Linked DNA regions of Sus scrofa: region 1 is linked to region 2. Evidence: chromatin contacts called from public Hi-C data. All regions are on one chromosome and are shown on one strand. The core of a region is the stretch at or near the end of the contact, and the rest is flanking DNA. Distances in the headings are between cores, read along the strand shown.

The links. A called contact is a pair of places that touch in the nucleus more often than the background predicts.
Region 1: a contact with region 2 is called in a Hi-C map of liver, with 4 times the contacts expected there. The contact joins the promoter of LOC110261034 here to the promoter of NR1H2 in region 2. A contact is called at or near these places in 3 of 47 Hi-C or Micro-C datasets (heart right ventricle, liver and subcutaneous adipose tissue) and 1 of 2 datasets of contacts at active chromatin or transcription factors (alveolar macrophages).

The regions. Positions count from the first base shown.
Region 1 is chr6:55,743,422-55,748,064 of Sscrofa11.1, reverse strand. LOC110261034 (myeloid cell surface antigen CD33-like) reads right to left here and starts at 2,201. Exons shown (of 6, transcript XM_021094852.1): 1 at 1,116-2,201. The coding sequence starts at 1,140. CTU1 (cytoplasmic tRNA 2-thiolation protein 1) reads left to right here and starts at 2,322. Exons shown (of 4, transcript XM_021094859.1): 1 at 2,322-2,495.
Region 2 is chr6:55,235,766-55,241,032 of Sscrofa11.1, reverse strand. It overlaps NR1H2 (oxysterols receptor LXR-beta), which reads right to left and starts at 2,497. Exons shown (of 10, transcript XM_005664782.3): 1 at 2,341-2,497; 2 at 2,093-2,227; 3 at 1,488-1,552; 4 at 1,270-1,401; 5 at 677-967; 6 at 323-594; 7 at 1-130. The coding sequence starts at 1,533.

The sequences.
Region 1 (4,643 bases), core at 952-3,451, 510 kb before region 2:
ATGGAAAAAAATCTAAATGGTGTATCATCTCACTAATGCTCAACAGGAAATTCCAGATTCACTGGTTAAAGGGCACATTCCTGGGAAGCCGAGACGGTGGTTAGGTGTTAGGTGTTGTTTGCTGACATGAGGCTTGCCGCACATGACTCCATTTGGGGCCTCTCCTTTATTTAGCACTGGTTTGCTAACTAATAAGGATTCTTTTTACCCCCCATTCTTATTCTCTTACTGTCTTTTATTGATGTATAGTTGATTAACAATGGTGTGTTAATGTCTGTGGTACAGCAAAGTGATTCAGTTATACATATATACATTTTTTATATATTCTTTTTTTTTTTTTTTTTCCTTTTGAAGGGCTGCATCTGCAGGCTCATGGACGTTCCCAGGCTAGGGGTCAGATTGAAGCGGTAGTCGCCAGCCTACCCATGGCCACAGCAACGTGAGATCTGACCTGTGTCTGCGACCTACATCACAGCTCAAGGCAACGCTGGATCCTTAACCTATCGAATGAGGTCAGGGATTGAACTTTCATTCTCACGGATACTAGTCGGATTCATTACCACTGAACCACAACTGAACTCCTATATATTCTTTTCCATTATGGTTTAATCTCAGCATATTGAACATAGTTCCCGGTGTTATACGGTAGGAAAGAATTCTTTATATATTTAAGTTCAACCTCCCTTTTGGAAAAAGATATCTATCTACTTATCTATAACTACTTATCTATATCTATAGCTCTGTAGATATAGACTGATATATAGATATGATTTTTTCCCAATGTATGGCTTACATGTTCATTTTCTTTCTTTTTTTTCCCTGTTTATGGCCATACACGTGGCATACGGAAGTTCCTTGTCGGATCCCCAACCCACTGAGCAAGGCCAGGATTCGAACCTGTATCTTCAGGGAGACCATGTTGGGTTCTTGACCCGCTGAGACACAATGGGAACTTTTTTTTTTTTTTTGGCTATGCCCAATATATGTGGAAATTCCAAGGCTGAGGATGGAACTTGTGCCATATCTGACAATGCCAGATCCTTAACCCACTGAGGCACCAGGGATTTCCCAGGAAGTTTATATTAATTTTAGAGGTAAGAAATGTCAACACTTACCGTGAGGTGAGAGAGGAAATTTCATTCATTCACCAGTCGTCTACACTGTGCCTTCAGGTTTCTAGTAAAGATCCAGCCCTTGTCTCTGAGGAAAGTAACATCCGGTTGGAAGGCAGGTTACCTGGCAATCCAATGCCATAGCGAAAGTGCCTGTGATGAGGGCAGCAAAGGCCAGGGATGGGTGGAGTTCTAGCTCTTCTGGACTGGAAAGGGAGTTCTCAGAGAGGTACAGGCCAAGTAAGGGCTCTCAGGCAGTCACAAGGGATGTGAGTTCTGCAGATAATCTTGGGCTCGCAGGTGTTACGTTCTCACTTTACCACTGTGCTGGGAATCCTCCACCAGCTACCAAGTTCTGTGATCTGTTTGTGACCAACCCCACCTCTACCCCAGCAGGGATGGGGCCTCTGCCCAGGACGTGCTCTGGCTCCTGGGTTGGAAAGGGAGGAGGGGTGTGTGCTGTCCGCGGTGCTGATTCAGAGTTAAGCGCTGACTGCATCTCTGGCGGGGGGCAGGGCAGGGGGGGCTGATCACAAAGAACAGAGACCCTATGTCTGGATCCAAGAGGTTCAATATGACAGATGTGCTGGTTGGTGAGAGCTGCCTCTCGAGTCCCCGGTCTCTTGGCTCCTTTAGTTCAAGGGTCTGAGTTTCTGAAACTCTGAGTCTCTATGACACTGGGCGTGGGGACTGGTGGGTTTCAGGAATCTGAGTCTTTGGAACACTCTTCAGAAGACGGAGTGTCGACGGCTGACGCACGCGCAGAGGCCTCGGCTCTCAAACACACTGCTCCCTCTCCCCAGCCGACACGCTCAGGCGCACCATGAACCAGTCCTGCAGGGCACGCGTGCATCCAGGGCGAACCGCTCCTCTCAGAATCTCTGTACTGCGCATGTCCCATCTCCTCTTTTTACACACGCGACCAAACCTTCGGTTCCCACCGAAACCCCATCGCAGAGGGTAAAAACATTATGCTCTATAATCCCTATAAAAGCCTAGCTACAAAAATATATAATTTTAACACAGTCACTTCGCCTTTTAAGCGTCCAGCACGGTGAGAGAGCACTACCACAGCAAAATAACGCATGCGCTACGGCCTTTGCCCCCTGCGCAGGCGCAGAAAAGAAAGAGGGCGGTGCATGCGGCAGTGCATTTTGGGAGCGGTAGGCAGAGTGAAAAATGGGGCCACAAAGGTTGCTGGGAGTTGTAAGCCAAGAGGACCTGGTAACCATAAGTGCCTCAGGAGCCGTTGCATGGGATTCTGGGAGCCGTAGGCAAGGCAGCCTCCAAGGTCTTTTGGGAGTTGTAGTCTCCGGATCCACTTCCGTGCCGGAGTTCCGCGTGTCAGACGGTTTGGACGATCCACCCCCGAGTTCTCCTCAGGTGAGTATTCCCCCGCCTCGAGTTGGTCCGCCCGTGAGCGCCCGCTCTTTGTTGCGGTGTCGTCTGAGGGTTGAAGGTCTCTGTGGGAGTGATGACACTCGCCTCAGTTTTCCCAGCGCCTGTTATCCCAGAGGCCTTCTGGCCACCATCCCCCTTCGGACCCTGCGGCCTGGCCTGTCTCTGGCCCGCACCCTCCCTCCCCCCCTCAGGTTGAGTTTCGACCATTTCCCTGCCCCTGACTCTAGCTGGGTACGTCCGCATTGCCCCTACTCTGTCCTGATAGAATGATGTTACATCCCATGGGTCCTTCTGACAAGGCTGCAATCCGGAGGCATCCCTGAGGCCTGGGCCCCGTTTTCCGGGGGCATTTATCATTCCCTCATCCCTCAGAACTTTACTGAGCACCCATCCTGTGCCAAGTCCACCTCGAGGCAGGGGAGGTCAGTGGTGGAGGAAGCAGACCCTGTCCCTGCGTTTATTGGGCTTGTTGCAGGACTTACGCACAGGGAGACAGGACACCGAGACCTTTTTGCCAGGCAACAGCATATATTCGTGCCCGCACTGGCTTAGCAGGTTCATATCCAAAGGCTGAGCCTCCAACACAGTGGGGCGTGGTCTTACATATCCTCCGTTATTATGATTATTTTTTTCCCTGCTTTGGTCTCTTTGTCCCCCTTATAAGGTAACATACATTCTGTAATTTCTGAGTGGACAGTTATAGATCCATGGATTCAGGTTATGGCACCTTGTTACAGAATCGTGCATGTGCACACAGGTGCTGATGTCACATGTTGCCTTCCCTTTGTTCTCCGAGGGGACTGGGAGGGCCTTCCCCCCTCCCCCCTCCAGGCTCACAGTACAGTACACACCTGTCACCATGAAGGGTAGAGTCGAGATCCAGTGCAGATGGAGGCATACAAGGGGCTCTGCTAGCCCAGAGGGGGCTCCTGACCCAGCCTGGGGTTGATCAAGTCTTCAAAGGGAAGATGCTTAACAGGCACATCAAACCTGACCTGTCCAGATGGAGAATTCTGGTCAGCGTCATCCCCCACCCCTCCAGCCATGACTAAATGGTCCCATCATCCTCCCAGGTGCTCAGGCCAAAACCTCCAAGTCATCCCTCTTTCCTCTTTTTTTTCTCATGACCCTACCCACCACCCCAGTCCAAGTCTTGTGCCAGTCCTGAGGGTGGCTCTACCTTCAAAATAGATCCAAAATCCCACCTTTTCCTGTCCTCTACACTGCCAACCCCCTAGTCCAGGCCACTGTCATCTCACTGGCTACTGCCATAGCCTCCTCAGTGGCCTCCCTGTCTCTACCCCTGCCTGCCACTGTCTGTTCCCCACACTGCAGCCAAAGAGATCCCTTTAAAACCTAAGTTACATTATACCCCTTCTTAGGGCAAAATCCTCCCATGGCTCCCATCTCTTTCTGTATCCTGGCTTCTTAGCCTCTGACAATCTGCACAGACCCATCTCCTGCCTGGGTCTTCCTTGTTCTGTAGGCAGACTCCCGGGACCGAGTGACTGTAGATTTAGGGGGAGAAGAGAGATAAATCCAGGGTGGCTTTATGTCCTGCCTTCAGAGAAGCTGGGCGGAAGGTGGTGGGGGTCTGGGAAGACAGGGAACAGCTGGGCAAGAACAGGTTTCTGCCTGGGGGTCCGTTTGGGCACCCAAGATCCAAGGGGACCATCAGGGATCCTCAATGGGGCATCTAGAGGACCGGCCGGGTGGACTTCATCATCCAGAGTCACCCACGAGGAAAAAATGACCTGGGCAGGACCTGAGAACCATGAAGAGGACTCCAAAAGAGACTAGAGGCTGAGCAGGAGATAAACCAGGAGAGGGAGGGCGAATCAAGTCAAAGCCGGGGGAGGAGGTGGGGTGAGGAGATTTCAAGGGGTCGCTGCTCAGCTGTGACAGATGTGCCGAATGGTCACGGCCATGGGTCCTGAGGGCTGGTTGCTGGGCCCAGTGACAGGGAAGAATCCTCTGGGCAGAGGGAAGGGCACTGCGGACACTTTGCAGTAGGCGTTTCCTGGGATGCTTGAGAGTAGAGACCAGAGCGGCTGAAGGCAAGTGGGACGTGAGGTTAGAGCAAAAGGCCATAAGCTTTTAGGAAAAGTGAGGTAAGATGCTTGGGAGGAT
Region 2 (5,267 bases), core at 1,248-3,747:
GCAGGAAGCCAGGCACCTGCTTGGCGAAGTCCACGATCTCCTGAACTGAGATGATGGCCAGCTCCGTGAAGTGGGCGAAACGCTGCTGGCGAGCATCTCGGGACTGGGGGTCTGCGCCCAGGGGCCAGGGCTGGGGATATGGGGCGCCAGGTTACTCTCAGGACTTTTCCCAGGGGCCCAACGCTATGGGCCCCTCGAGACAAAGCCGAAACTCCCTAGGAGCCCCTCCTCTCAAAGCCCCTGCCCTCTGGAGCCACATCCTCCCCTGGGGCCTTGACCCCTCGGGGCCCATCACCCCTCGAGGCTGGGGAAGGGGCAGTACCGTGACTTTGGGCTGGTCCGAGAAGGAGCGTTTATTGCACTGCAGCTGGGCCGCCACCAACTGCTGGATCATCAGTTCCTGCGCAGCTGTTAACTGGATGCCCTCGCCTTCCCCAGAGCCCTGGCCACCCCCGTCGGATCCTCCAGGGGAGGCCCCCGGCCCAGAAGCCGAGCCGCTGCTGACTCCGGGCGCTGTGGGTGATGACTGCTGCTGCTGCTGCTGCTGCTGCTTCCGAATCTTCTTCTTCCGTATCTGCTCTTTGGAGAGGACGCCTGGTGGGGAGACACGGGCTTCAACAGAAGCCCCAGGGCTGGGCAGGGGCCAGGCTGGCACCGCTTCCTTCCTGGCACTCACACTGCTCCCTCATCCCAGCCTCCTTGCACTTTCTCAGCCGGCACTGCTGGCACTTGCGCCGCATGAAGGCATCCATCTGGCAGGTTCCACCGCCCCGGCAGGCATAGCGCCCGGCCCCGCCTCGGATCACACTTCGCCGGAAGAAGCCCTTGCAGCCTTCACAGCTGAGCACGTTGTAGTGGAAGCCGGAGGCCGTGTCCCCGCACACTTGGCACAGCTCGTCGCCCAGCATCTTTGGAGCCGGGCCCTTCTTTCGCTTCCGCTCCGGCTCCTCTGCTGGGTCTAGGATGACTGGCATGAGTGGACAGAAGCCATGAGAGACAAATCCACAAAGATAAACGGTGGCCAGAAGGGAAACATCCACGAAAGATCGGAGGCAAAGAACCAGAGTGAAGAGGGTGACCCAGAGAGATGACGATGAGAGAGAAAGATGTGTATGTCAGTGAACCTCAGTGGACCAAAATAAGAGGTGGCAAGGATGCCTGGGAGAGGAACTAGCGCTGCCCGGCCCCGCTTCTGCTCTTTCTCCCTTCCTAGATCCCACCTCAAACCTCCATACCAACCCCAGTCCGTGTGCCTGGGCGCCATCTCACCCACAACGGAGGCTGAGCCGGCCCCGTCAGTGCTCGGGACATCAGGGTCCGCCCCTCCGGGCAATGGCTCAGGGCCATCCTCCTTTCCATCGGATGAAGACGACAGAGTGCTGGGCTGAAGGGGACCATTACCTGGGAGATGGAGGCACAGTGGGTTTCTCCTGACAATAGTCTGATGGGGCGGGGGGGCAGTGGCTGGGTGGGGGAGAGTCACTCACCACCAGGCAAGGGGGTGTCCAGGGAACTCGTGGTGGGGGTGGACATGGTGGGGTCACGGAGCAGCCTGCAGAATACAGGGGGCCTGAGAGCCTTGTGGGGCCAGAGAGGGTCAGGTTACGCCAGCCACAGGTCTCAATGGGGCACCTCCCTCTTCATCTCTTCCAGACTCTTCACCCTACTGTGTACAAACCCCACTCCCAGCCCCTGACAGCCTTCGGACCCTCCCACCCAGTTCTAACAGGCCACGCCCCCTTATGCTCCAGGACAGCCCTCAGCAGGGCCAAGCCCCGCCCTCCCCTAGACCCCAACCACTCCTAGATCCCGCCCACCCGCTTTTTCCAGAAACGTCCCGTCCCTTCGTCCCTGCAGTTTCAAGTGCTCTACCCTCACTTCCTCTCTCCCATCCAGTTTCACCCCACCTACTTTTACTCAGACTTCACTCCACCTCCACCGAGGAAGCGCCCTCATCTCTCATTCTGATCCCACCTCCTCCCATTATGCTCCGCCCACACCTCCTAGGTCTCCCCATCCCTTCCAGGCCCCGCCCCACCCCCTCCCATCACATCCTGCCTCCACCCCTTCCCGTGATGCTCCGCCCCCATACCTCTCTCCAGGTCCCGCCCCTCTCCGAACACCAGTGGGGGGCGGGGCTCATGGCTGCGCGCGAGGGTCTCGTGGGCGGCTTCTTGTGGGGGTCTCCTACTTTTGTTGCCCTGGAAACAGCCGGCGGCGGCGCGAGCTAAGGAAGGGAAGGGGTGGAAGGAGAGGAGGGGGCTGAGCCAAGCAGCGCGGGGAACGCCGGGAAGCCCCAGGCCCAGGGCTCCTCCCGCGTCTCCCCACACTCGGGTGCACCTGCTTTCGTCCCCTTGTTCTGCTTCTCTTCTGCCGCCTCCGTATCTGCTGGCACGGCGCCGCGACTAGGGTCCCCTCAAAAGTAACTTCGCCACTTCTTCCGGCAACCCCACCACGCGTCACTTCCGGAAGTGGGCGTGGAGTCAGGATGACGGAATTCCGGTCCGTCTAGGGGTAGCCTAAGCGGCTGTCTCTTACGGATGGCGGCTGCCGCCCGGAAGTTCGCGTTACCGGGTAGCTCCACGGAAGGCCGGAAGAAGAGTTCCGGTTCCATTCAATCCAAAGTGGGGCGGGAGGGCGGCGTGGCTAGTCCCAAACCTCCCTGCCCCGCCCAGTGTTGCTTTAAACTCTGCCCTGTGCCTCCCTGGGCTCGCGGGATTTACCGGCGTCGTCTCCCCGGCTACAGCTTTTTTCCCCCCATGGCTCTTCTAAAGCGTATTTGTTCTTTTTTGGTTGTTATAATTTTTTCAGATTTTGGAACTGAGCTGCTTGTTGGTTTTAAATAAGTTAATTACATACCTAGACGCAGAAAAAAAATGTATTTTAAAAATAATTCGGGAGTTCCTGCTGCCCGCCAGTGGGTTAAGAATCCGACTCCAGTGGCTCGGGTCACTGCGGAGGTGCGGGTTCCATTTGGCAGGCACATTGGGTTAAAGGATCTGGCTGTTGCTGGGCTTGAATTCAGTCCCTGGCCGGGGAACTTCCATTTGCTCCAAGTGGGGCCATAAAATAAATAATTTGGTGATAGGAAGAATTAAAAAAAAAAAAAAAGAAAGAAAGCTCCCTTGTGACTCAGGGGGTTAAAGATCCGGTGTTGACTCTGCAGCGGCCCGGGTTGCTGCTGTGGTACGGGTTCAATTCCCTGGCCCAGGAACTTCCACCTGCCACAGCGTGACCAAAAAAGAAAAGCAAAAAGAAAACTCAATACTTGGACAGGTAGAAGATGAGAGTTGTTCCAAAGTCTTTTCAATTACAATTAGATCTATATCGAGCATATAAGCATTTTTTAAAAAATGGGAGTATTTCGTTCCTGGGTTTCTGCACCAAAAAATAAACAATAAAAAATTTTAAAATGGGAATATATACTCTATGGTCTCTTTTGACTTGTTTTGTCCATTCCAGCGTGGCCTTCAAGCTGTGGGATTTTCCACCCGAGGTTGTTTACCAATAAAGCAGAGTGACTAACACGGCATTGGGAGATGACTGAACTCCCGTGTACTTAGGAGTGGAGTTTCTGAGTTCTACAGTAACTCTGTGTTTACTTTTTTTTTAACATGTACAGATGTAAAACAAATTTTAATTGGCCCCAAGCAAATGATAGAATGGCACAATACTATTTACAATTCACCAGAATTCTCCATCCTTAGCATGAAGCTTATGATAAACACAGAAATTGCCTATAAAATGGAAAAAGAATTTTTTTCAAACATAAAGCAACCCCCTAGGGGCATTTCAGGATTTTGTTCAGTTACATGTTTGTTTGTTTTTGTTTTGTTTTGTTTTTTGGCTTTTCTGGGGCCACTCCGTGGCATATGGAGGTTCCCAGGCTAGGGGTCAAATTGGAGCTGTAGCCGCTGCCGGCCTACACAAGAGCAACGAGGGATCCGAGCTGTGTCTGCAACCTACACCACAGCTCAGGGCAACACCGGATCCTTAACCCACTGAGCAAGGGCAGGGGCTGAACCCACAACCTCATGGTTCCTAGTCGGATTCGTTAACCACTGCACCACAATGGGAACTTCTCATTCAGTTACATGTTAAAATCCTCCAAGTGCTGCCATGGTGAACCTTAAAAAAAATGTGACTCGATTTCTAATTAATGTAAATTAATGTCTTTGATTTAATACGCCATGCGATTATTTAAGTTTTATGTGTAGCTTTTGTCGTGTGTGTGTGTTGTGTTGTGTCGTGTCCTGTGTGTGTTTTATTTAACTCTTTTGAGGAGCTGCCAGACCACGTGCATCTCTTTACATCCCCGGCAACGCTATCCCAAGATTTCAGTTTCTTTGCTACCTTACCACTGCTTGGTATTTTCTGTCTTTTTTTATTATGGTCCTTTTAGTGGGTGTGAATAGATATTTCATCATGGTTTTAATTTGTACTTTCCTGATGGCTCTTCCCCTGACACCCCCCCCCCCACACACACACTCTGCATGTGGAAGTTCCCGGGCCAGGGATCGAACACTTGTCACAGCACCAACACAAACTGAAATGGAAACACCCAGCATAAACCGGGACGGGGACTTGAACCCGGGGTCACTCACCTGGTGTCTGGACGCACCTGATACTGAGGCGCAGGTTCTGTTTGTGTCTCAGTGCAGAAGGAATTTAGCGAAAGATAAGTGGTAGGCAAGAAATGGATTTATTAAGATAGGACGCTTGTGAGAGATACAGGTGGGCAGGTGAGGAGGCTCATGTTTATAATCCAATGAGGGTGGGAGGGGGAAAAGACCGCCCTCTTCCTGATTCTTCCAGTAGACGTCATGCTGACATCACTAGCTCCTCCTTCATCTCGGGTAGGAGAGACTTTGACCTGTGAGGTCAAACCAGGACTGTCGTGGCGCTTACTCAGATCAGCGGGAGGGTGGTAACATAGGTTGAAATATGTTGAATCATTGCAGGTTTCTGTAACAATGAGGGGCTCCTACTTTGGGAGGTCACCTTTCCCTTAAATTCCTGTCTTAAGGATCACTATCTTGCCCAACTTGAAGACAATACTCCTTTAATCTCTCATTCAATGACCTGAGGCATATCTCGTGCTTCGATTTATGGTTTTATAGTTAAGCAAGGCTGCTTTGTGCCATGATGTTCTGATGACTTTCTTGAGCAATTATTAACTTACAGTGGTCTCCCAAATTTCCCTAGGTTTCCCTCTCTAGCCATGGTCGCCTACTGGGGCTTCTACAACTCCCTGTGTAGCTAACTAT